Regions from separate parts of the Bombyx mori genome. Here region 1 is linked to region 2. Evidence: chromatin contacts called from public Hi-C data. All regions are on one chromosome and are shown on one strand. Each heading gives the region's core, a stretch centred on a gene start, on an enhancer-like site or on the middle of the called end of the contact. The rest is flanking DNA. Distances are from core to core; before and after follow the strand shown. Region 1 overlaps LOC101739047 (ubiquitin conjugation factor E4 B). Region 2 overlaps LOC101745441 (protein lin-54 homolog).

Region 1 (3,746 bases), core at 521-3,020, 120 kb before region 2:
TCACGAAAAGCACTTCGACAATTTTCGCAACAAGATATGGATTTTTGATGAGATGGGAATTGCAGATGGCGCTGAGGAGCCACGTTATGATTGGATCCTCTATGTATTCAGCGACTATTTGAGGTACGTATCTGGAAATGGACAACAAATAACATTATCTATAAATTAACACGTGAAGAAAAAACTTTGCACACCTTTTAATTTTACGAAAATTGCGCAGACAGAGGACTATGAAATTTCCCATAGTTATAGAGAATATAGAGGAGTGCAGAAGGCTAATATTTTTTTTAAATTATGCCTAAAAAATACATTAAATCAATAAAAAAACATTACACACACTACCATTGTATTTGACGCATACACACGCATGCTTGCATACTATTTATTTACTGTCAAACTTTTGTTCTTGACGTCTGTGGTCAAATTGAGAATAGATTAAATATTCTTTGTCTTTATTAATATTTTTCTATAGTTTGTAGTCTAGGCGAAATTTGTAATTATAGAAGTATAATTGCGGGGGCGTTAATAATGAGAATCTTTGTGGGGCTGAGAAATAATAATGTTAATTTTATAAGCTCAACGAAGCGGACGGGTACAGCTAGTAGAAGTATCATATTGACAATAGAACCACAATAGTGTACAAACTTATAATTTCAATTAATTATAGTCGAATTTCGACTACCGGGCGACCACTAGTTATTATTATTATTCCGGTGTCAACCTCTATTGTGTTTTAGCAGATATTAAGCTTATACATTTTTTGTATAATACAGGAGAATGTTGTTAGACGAGGCCACGACCGTCAGCTTTGAAGATTATCTACGCAAGGAGGAGCTTACACAATCTGGATTATAGCTTTTCATACAAAATAAACTTCCAATTTGAATTGCTGTTCGTTCAGTCTCGCTACAACTCGAGAACGGCTGGACCGATTTGGCTAATTTTGGTCTTGAATTATTTGTGGAGGTCCAGGGAAGGTTTGAAAGGTGGATATGAAAATGCTCGGAATTAAATAAAAATAACAATTTTGTTTTTCCTTAGCTGTGTCCCCCGTCGGCGAGATTCCTTTTGTATATTTTAAGTTTATTTTATACAAAAGTTTAGGTCTTTTATTTATCGATTGAGGCACTACGAAGTCTGCCGGGTCAGCTAGTTCCTGAATATATATTTTCACTTTACACTTTAAAACTTAAGAAAACAAAATGTTACCAGACATGCTAAAACCTAAAAGCATAGTTTATGAGACTCACTGCACAGCGAAGAGCATGAACTCGGCGACGTCCTCGACGTACCACTCGGGCGTGGCGCGGAAGGCGAGCGCCGGCGGGCCCTCCCCGGCGGACGCGTCCAGCTGCCGCGACAGCAGCGCGCACACTGACGAGTAGAACTGCACGCTGCGCCGCATCACCTCGCCCTCCAGCAGCGCCGTCTCCGCGCACTGCTTCGATCTAGCACCCACCGACAAACTGTTATGTGACAACCTGTACCGGGTCTTAACAAGAGAGGCGACATAGGTTCTGTTATCGCTTACACGGGTCAACGATCTCACGACCACCTGGGGTTAAGTTATTAAGTGAGAATAACGACTGTCCCACAAAAAAAATATGGAGGAGAGTAGCAGCCGCCCCTGCTGAAGATTGAAAACGCAAGAAAGAAGAGAAGAGAAGAGGGAAGAAGAAGGAAAGTCCCACCCATCACTACCTCAAGCCTGCCCTACAACATCCTGCAGCGCATCACCCCCACCTCATTAGGCAGGGAGATTCAGCCCGGGCAGAGGGGTTCCTCCAAGGCCCACTCCGTGCCCCCGCAAGAGGGTACGACGACCCTCCTTCCCTTGTCCCGCATTTGGAATTGGAACGCACGAGGGCTTTGCAGCAAAATTAGACAAGAGGATAGTGGACGTTCGACATGTTTGTTTCTTGAATAATGGCCATCCCCCCTGCTTTACGACATATTATTATACCTGTTTAAGATGATCCCATCATCTAATTTTACAATCGCATCGCCCGCCACCGGAATAGAGTTTATCCATACTACCTAGAACCACTGCGTTCATCCACAGTGTGATTCCAGAGATCTTATTTGCCACGTATCATCCGGCTTTGGAAAGAGCTCCCCTCCACGGTGTTTCCCGAATGCTATGACATGTCCTTCTTCAAACGAGGGTTGTGGATAGTACTTAACGGTAGGCAGTGGCTTGACTCTGCCCTTGGCATTGCAGAAGTCCATGGGTGACGGTAACCACACACCCTCAGGTGGGCCGCATGCTTGTCTGTCTACAAGGGCAATAAAAAAAACTACCTGTGTAGACGTTTGATCTGCCTTCTCCAACGTCTCAGTAGTTCTCGATTCCGCAGAGCTGAAAAACTGTTTCTCCATTGTGGTTCTGCAGCCATCAGTTCCTCGATTACCTTCTGTAGGTCACGGAAAGCGCTGTAAATTGAAGAATCAAAATTATTTACTATTTTTCGTGGATTTTTTTATATATAGGTATGTATGGTCTTGGAATTCATGAATGCGGCTTCCAGATCGATTTAGATCGTACGTGACCACCGCCGCTCTTGGACATTGGCAATGCCGATATAACCGCAAAGGACTCCTCAACCTTGTTCTTTTATTTCCTTTCTAGGTAGACGAGCATAGGCCCGTCGGTGAGTGGTTCTTCTTCTTCATCATTGTCCTCACTGCCGAGGATCGCGACCAAATGTGACTTTCCTCCACACTGAACGATTATGGGTGGTATGGACCGCATGGTATATACTACCACAAACCCTTTCTTCACCAGATCTGACCATCAATTTTTTTATTGCTTTGATAGGTAGACGCGCTCACAGCCCACCTGATGTTAAGTGGTTACTGGAGCCCATAGACATTTACAACGTAAATGCGCCACCAACCTTAAGGTATAAGTTCTAAGGTCTCAATATAGTTACAGGCGGCTACCCCACCCTTCAAACCGAAACGCATTACTGCTTCACGGCAGAAATAGGCGGGGTGGTGGTACCTACCCGTGCGGACTCACAAGAGGTCCTACCACCAGTTAATCTAGCTGGTGAGTGGTTATATATAACATAACTCGTCTACATGCTAATTAACTCACCCCAGTGACAGATCGATTTTGTAATTTGGCGGCTCGACGGCATGGTATTAAGCTTCCTATAGAAATTATGATGAAAATACACAGAAAAATTCCGAATTCTATACAAACAAGGGTAGCAACGGCGGCAGTCGCCGGTTAACCTACCGAATACGTCTTTGATGTGTGTGTAATGCAGGAATGAGTGCCACGTGATGCATGTGCAGCGTCAGGAACCAACAAACAGTCTGGAATTTAGCCTCGGGCCACTTGTGGTTCGGATCGTTATCTGAAAGAACAGATTATACTATGTATTTCATTTGTCTTACCGATTTCGTATGTGCAAAGATTTCTTATACGTATCATAGACATCGTTTTTTTTTTTCAAGTAATCACCGAAAATCGCGTTATTTCGTCTTTTTAGTTGTTAAGTGGTTACTGGATTCCATAGATATCTACAAAGTAAATGCGCCACACACCTTGAGATATAAGTTCAATGAGCTCAGTATGGTTACAACGGCTGCCCCACTCTTCATACCGAAACGAATTATTGCTTCACGGCAGAAATAGACGGGGTGGTGGTACCTACCCTTGCGGACTCACAAGGTCCTACCACCAGTAAAGAGATGCAAATCTTAAATGCAAGTTCTTTTAGTCGCCGCTTCGCGAA
Region 2 (3,719 bases), core at 759-3,258:
TTGTTTATAGGGTAAACTTGGCAAAATCTGTGATTTTAGGAGTAGAATAGCCTTTGACAATAGAACTTTAATAATGTTCAAACTTATAATTTAAATTAATTATAGTCGAATTTCGACTACTGCGGGACCACTAGTTTTTATAAAACTCTAAGATGTTACTCTGACCGTGTCTAGATGAGAAGTCATTGTGTTTTAAACATTTAAATAAGCATTCCAATATTCGAAATCTGTAACCTTACATGTGTCAAGTGCTACCTGCCATTGCTTACATATTCAAACTCCAACACATTTAAATTCTAAAATCCAGAACATGTTTTAATTCGTTTTGAAAATTCGAAATTAAGTCATCTTTGTGTCATTTCAGTCATTTCGTAAACATAATATTAATTTGAATGTAATTTCTGACTAAGATTTTAAAATGTTTTTATTTCGTTTCCGTGGCCCAGTGACCGTGAAACCCGATCGCAAGCTGGTGAGGATAGCTCCGCTCACCAGCAAGAGTGGAGCCGCCGCGACGGTGAGTTTGTCCTCTTTTAGGAACTGTAAACAAAATTACTTAAAAAAAATTGTTGAATGTCAAGTCGAAATACTTCATTTACACCTTCGCTCAACGTGTCGAGTATTCACAGTTTACATAAAACTAATGATAATTTAAACACGAGAATATATCGATTATAAATATTTCTTCTAATAATTAATGTAACTCGATAAGTCCTATGGAAATTTTGGAATGTCATAACAAGTTCGACTTCTAAACGTGTCATCATTTATACATTTCAAATCGATTTCAGTTGTTTGGTATGTGTATGGAATTGAACATCATTTTCACAGACGTTAAGACGTCCAATTAATTTGATAATTTTTACATGCACCAAAAACCGATTAGGATATAATACTTTTTTTATAACTTCGTTCTGTCATTTTGACCAGTTTAATCTTTAAGCATGTTTTAATTTTTAAACTTCTTAATACGATTTATTTTTATAACTTAGGATACTTTTACAGATTTGAAATCACTACGTCCTAGAATTCGTTTAGTTACTGTCTTGTGCAGACGAACTCACAGCTCATCTGATGTCAAGCTCTTCTTTGAATCCTTAGACACTAATGAAGGCCCACGCCGCATCAGTTCTTTTTAGATAATATGTAATGTTCGTTGTGGATGAGTTGAAACTGCCAATGAAATTGTTAAAATTATGTTGTATCTGGCGATATATACGAGCAACTTGGCGTCGCTCGGTGACGCAGGAGCTAGGCGTCTTGAGCATGATGTGGGAGGAGCTAGAACAGACTACCTAAGATCGCCCTACTTTGAGCCCTACATCTCAGCAGAGGGTAATAGGAAAGAAAGAATAAGAAGATGGGAGATATTAATTAACACTTATAAATGTCGATACGAACGGAAAGGAAGTGCTTGTATTTCTTTCTAATAATGAGTGAGAAGTTTTTGGCGGAAAGTTGTGTGATTTGTTTTATTTTGTCTATTTAGTGTTTCTTCAGGTTTAAATGTGTAATAACGGTAGTTTATTAACTGTTTAGTATCTGAAAGTGCACAAATATGGGCAAATCAAATAAAGCCGTTGAACGTAACTTCTCGGGATCTTCCAAAAAGTCCACTGAAAAAGTCTCAGTAAATGACCACCATTTTACTGAGATTATATTTCATACTATACCATACCATATCATCTCATTTCATTTCACTTCATATTATCATTTTTCATAAAAAAAAAGAATATAAATTAAAGTAAGACTTGACTTAAAGGTCTTAGTTACCAGGTCATAAAATCCCCTTAAAAAAAAAACTAATGAGTGATGTGTTTCAGACTAGTGTAGTGTGGATGTGACATGCCGAAATATTTGTGCGCAGCAACCGACGCCGGCGCGGCCGCCGCAGAGCCTGCTGGCGCCGCTGTCCCCCGCGCTCGTCAAGCGGGAGCCCGAGCCGCGCGACCACGACCCAGACGACGTCAAGCCCGCCCTGCGCGACCACGTGCAGCCAGACAACCTGGAGGTATCCTCCTTTACGCACTAGTTATTACGTGTCTACACTTCGAAGTGCGACTTCTCTAGTGCTGTGGTTAGCGCCGTTGACCCCAAAACGCAACGTTTGAAATTCAACGCAAGCGAAAGTGTGCGTGGTGGAAATGGTTGCTTATGTGACAGCAATACGACAATGTTCAATGTTCAGTTTGAACTGTTTTTTTTATTTTATTTTTATTGCTTAGATGGGTGGACGAGCACACGGCCTACCTGGTGTTGAGTGATTGTCGGAGCCCATAGACATCTACAACGTAAATTCCGTCACCCACCTTAAGACCTTGTGAGTCCGCACGGGTAGGTACCACCGCTCCGCCTATTTCTGCCGTGAAGCAGTAATGCCTTTCGGTTTGAAGGGTGGGGCAGCCGTTGTGACTATACTGAGATCTTAGAACTATATCTCAAGGTGTGTGGCGCATTTACGTTGTAGATGTCTATGGGCTCCAGTAACCACTTAACTCCAGGTGGGCTGCGAGCTCGTCCACACATCTAAGCAATAAAAAAAAAACATGAGTTCTAAGGTCTCACTTGTACAATGGCCTTCAAACCGAAACACATTACTGCTTCACGGCAGAAATAGGCAGGATGGTGGTACCTACCCGCGCGGACAAATTATATTTTTGGGGGTTTGATTTTTATTACACGATGTTATTCCTTCACCGTGGAAGTCAATCGTGAACATTTGTTGAGTACGGTATTTCATTACAAAAATTGGTACCCGCCTGCGGGATTCGAACACCGGTGCATCGCTCAACTCGAATGTACCGGACGTCTTATCCGTTAGGCCACGACGACATCAAATTTAGTTTCGAGTTTAACGAATACGATGTTATTTTAAATCTAAGTACATCAAACATATTTGAAATAATGTCGTATATAATAATTTCGTTTTAAATATACGTATATAATATATGAAATGAAAAATGTGAAAACTATGCTACAAAAATTAATAAATTTTTAAATGTACATCTGTTTATATCTTTTTAAATTTTATGTATAGGGTCAAATAATGGGTGAGAATGCGGATAGTATGGACAACAGCACAGGAAATAACGTCGAACACCCGCTAATTGTGATACCGAATTTCCAACATGAGGAGTATGACGACAGGGAAATTGTATACGAGCAAGACATCAAGACGTCTATCAACATGGTTAGTGCATTAAAACAAACCTATCGAATAGTTTTTTTTTTTTTTTTTTTTATTACACTTCATGTAAAATTTACATTGGCGGACTTAATGCCTAAGGCATTCTCTACCAGTCAACCAAAGGTAGTGCAGAGTAAATAGTGGTAGGTGCAATGAAATTTATATTAAGCTATGAATACATACAAAAAAAAGTATATCTACATATATACAAAATCACATATACATATACATACATACATATATACATACATACATACATACATATAATAGTTTATACAGTATTAAAAGGAATATATTAATAAATTTCCTTAACAAATAACTTCATCTTAATAAGTTCATGACGATTCCGCTAACTTTTCCAACAACATTCGCCGAACCCTTAACTTGAACGTGCAGCGGTTAGTAATAGTCCTGATCTCGAGAGGAAGCGCATTCCATAGCAGAACAGATTGCACGACGAAAGAGTTACGAACATAACTAGAAGTTAATAGTATTGGTCGTAAAAAATATTCTTTGTCTTAACACTATTCAT

Evidence for each region. A called contact is a pair of places that touch in the nucleus more often than the background predicts.
Region 1: a contact with region 2 is called in a Hi-C map of midgut, with 2.1 times the contacts expected there. The contact joins two enhancer-like sites. A contact is called at or near these places in 2 of 7 Hi-C or Micro-C datasets (middle silk gland and midgut).

What each region holds. Positions count from the first base shown.
Region 1 is chr3:10,824,230-10,827,975 of ASM3026992v2, reverse strand. It overlaps LOC101739047 (ubiquitin conjugation factor E4 B), which reads right to left. Exons shown (of 19, transcript XM_004931647.5): 8 at 3,245-3,365; 9 at 2,302-2,433; 10 at 1,251-1,448; 11 at 1-131. Among protein-coding and RNA genes, the nearest start is that of LOC101739047, 13 kb to the right of the region's middle. Within about 2 kb of position 1,770, at least 4 of the 8 cell types and tissues checked have open chromatin away from gene starts, as enhancers often do.
Region 2 is chr3:10,700,735-10,704,453 of ASM3026992v2, reverse strand. It overlaps LOC101745441 (protein lin-54 homolog), which reads left to right. Exons shown (of 21, transcript XM_021351721.3): 13 at 447-517; 14 at 1,868-2,011; 15 at 3,038-3,190. Among protein-coding and RNA genes, the nearest start is that of LOC101745584, 9.4 kb to the right of the region's middle. Within about 2 kb of position 2,008, at least 3 of the 8 cell types and tissues checked have open chromatin away from gene starts, as enhancers often do.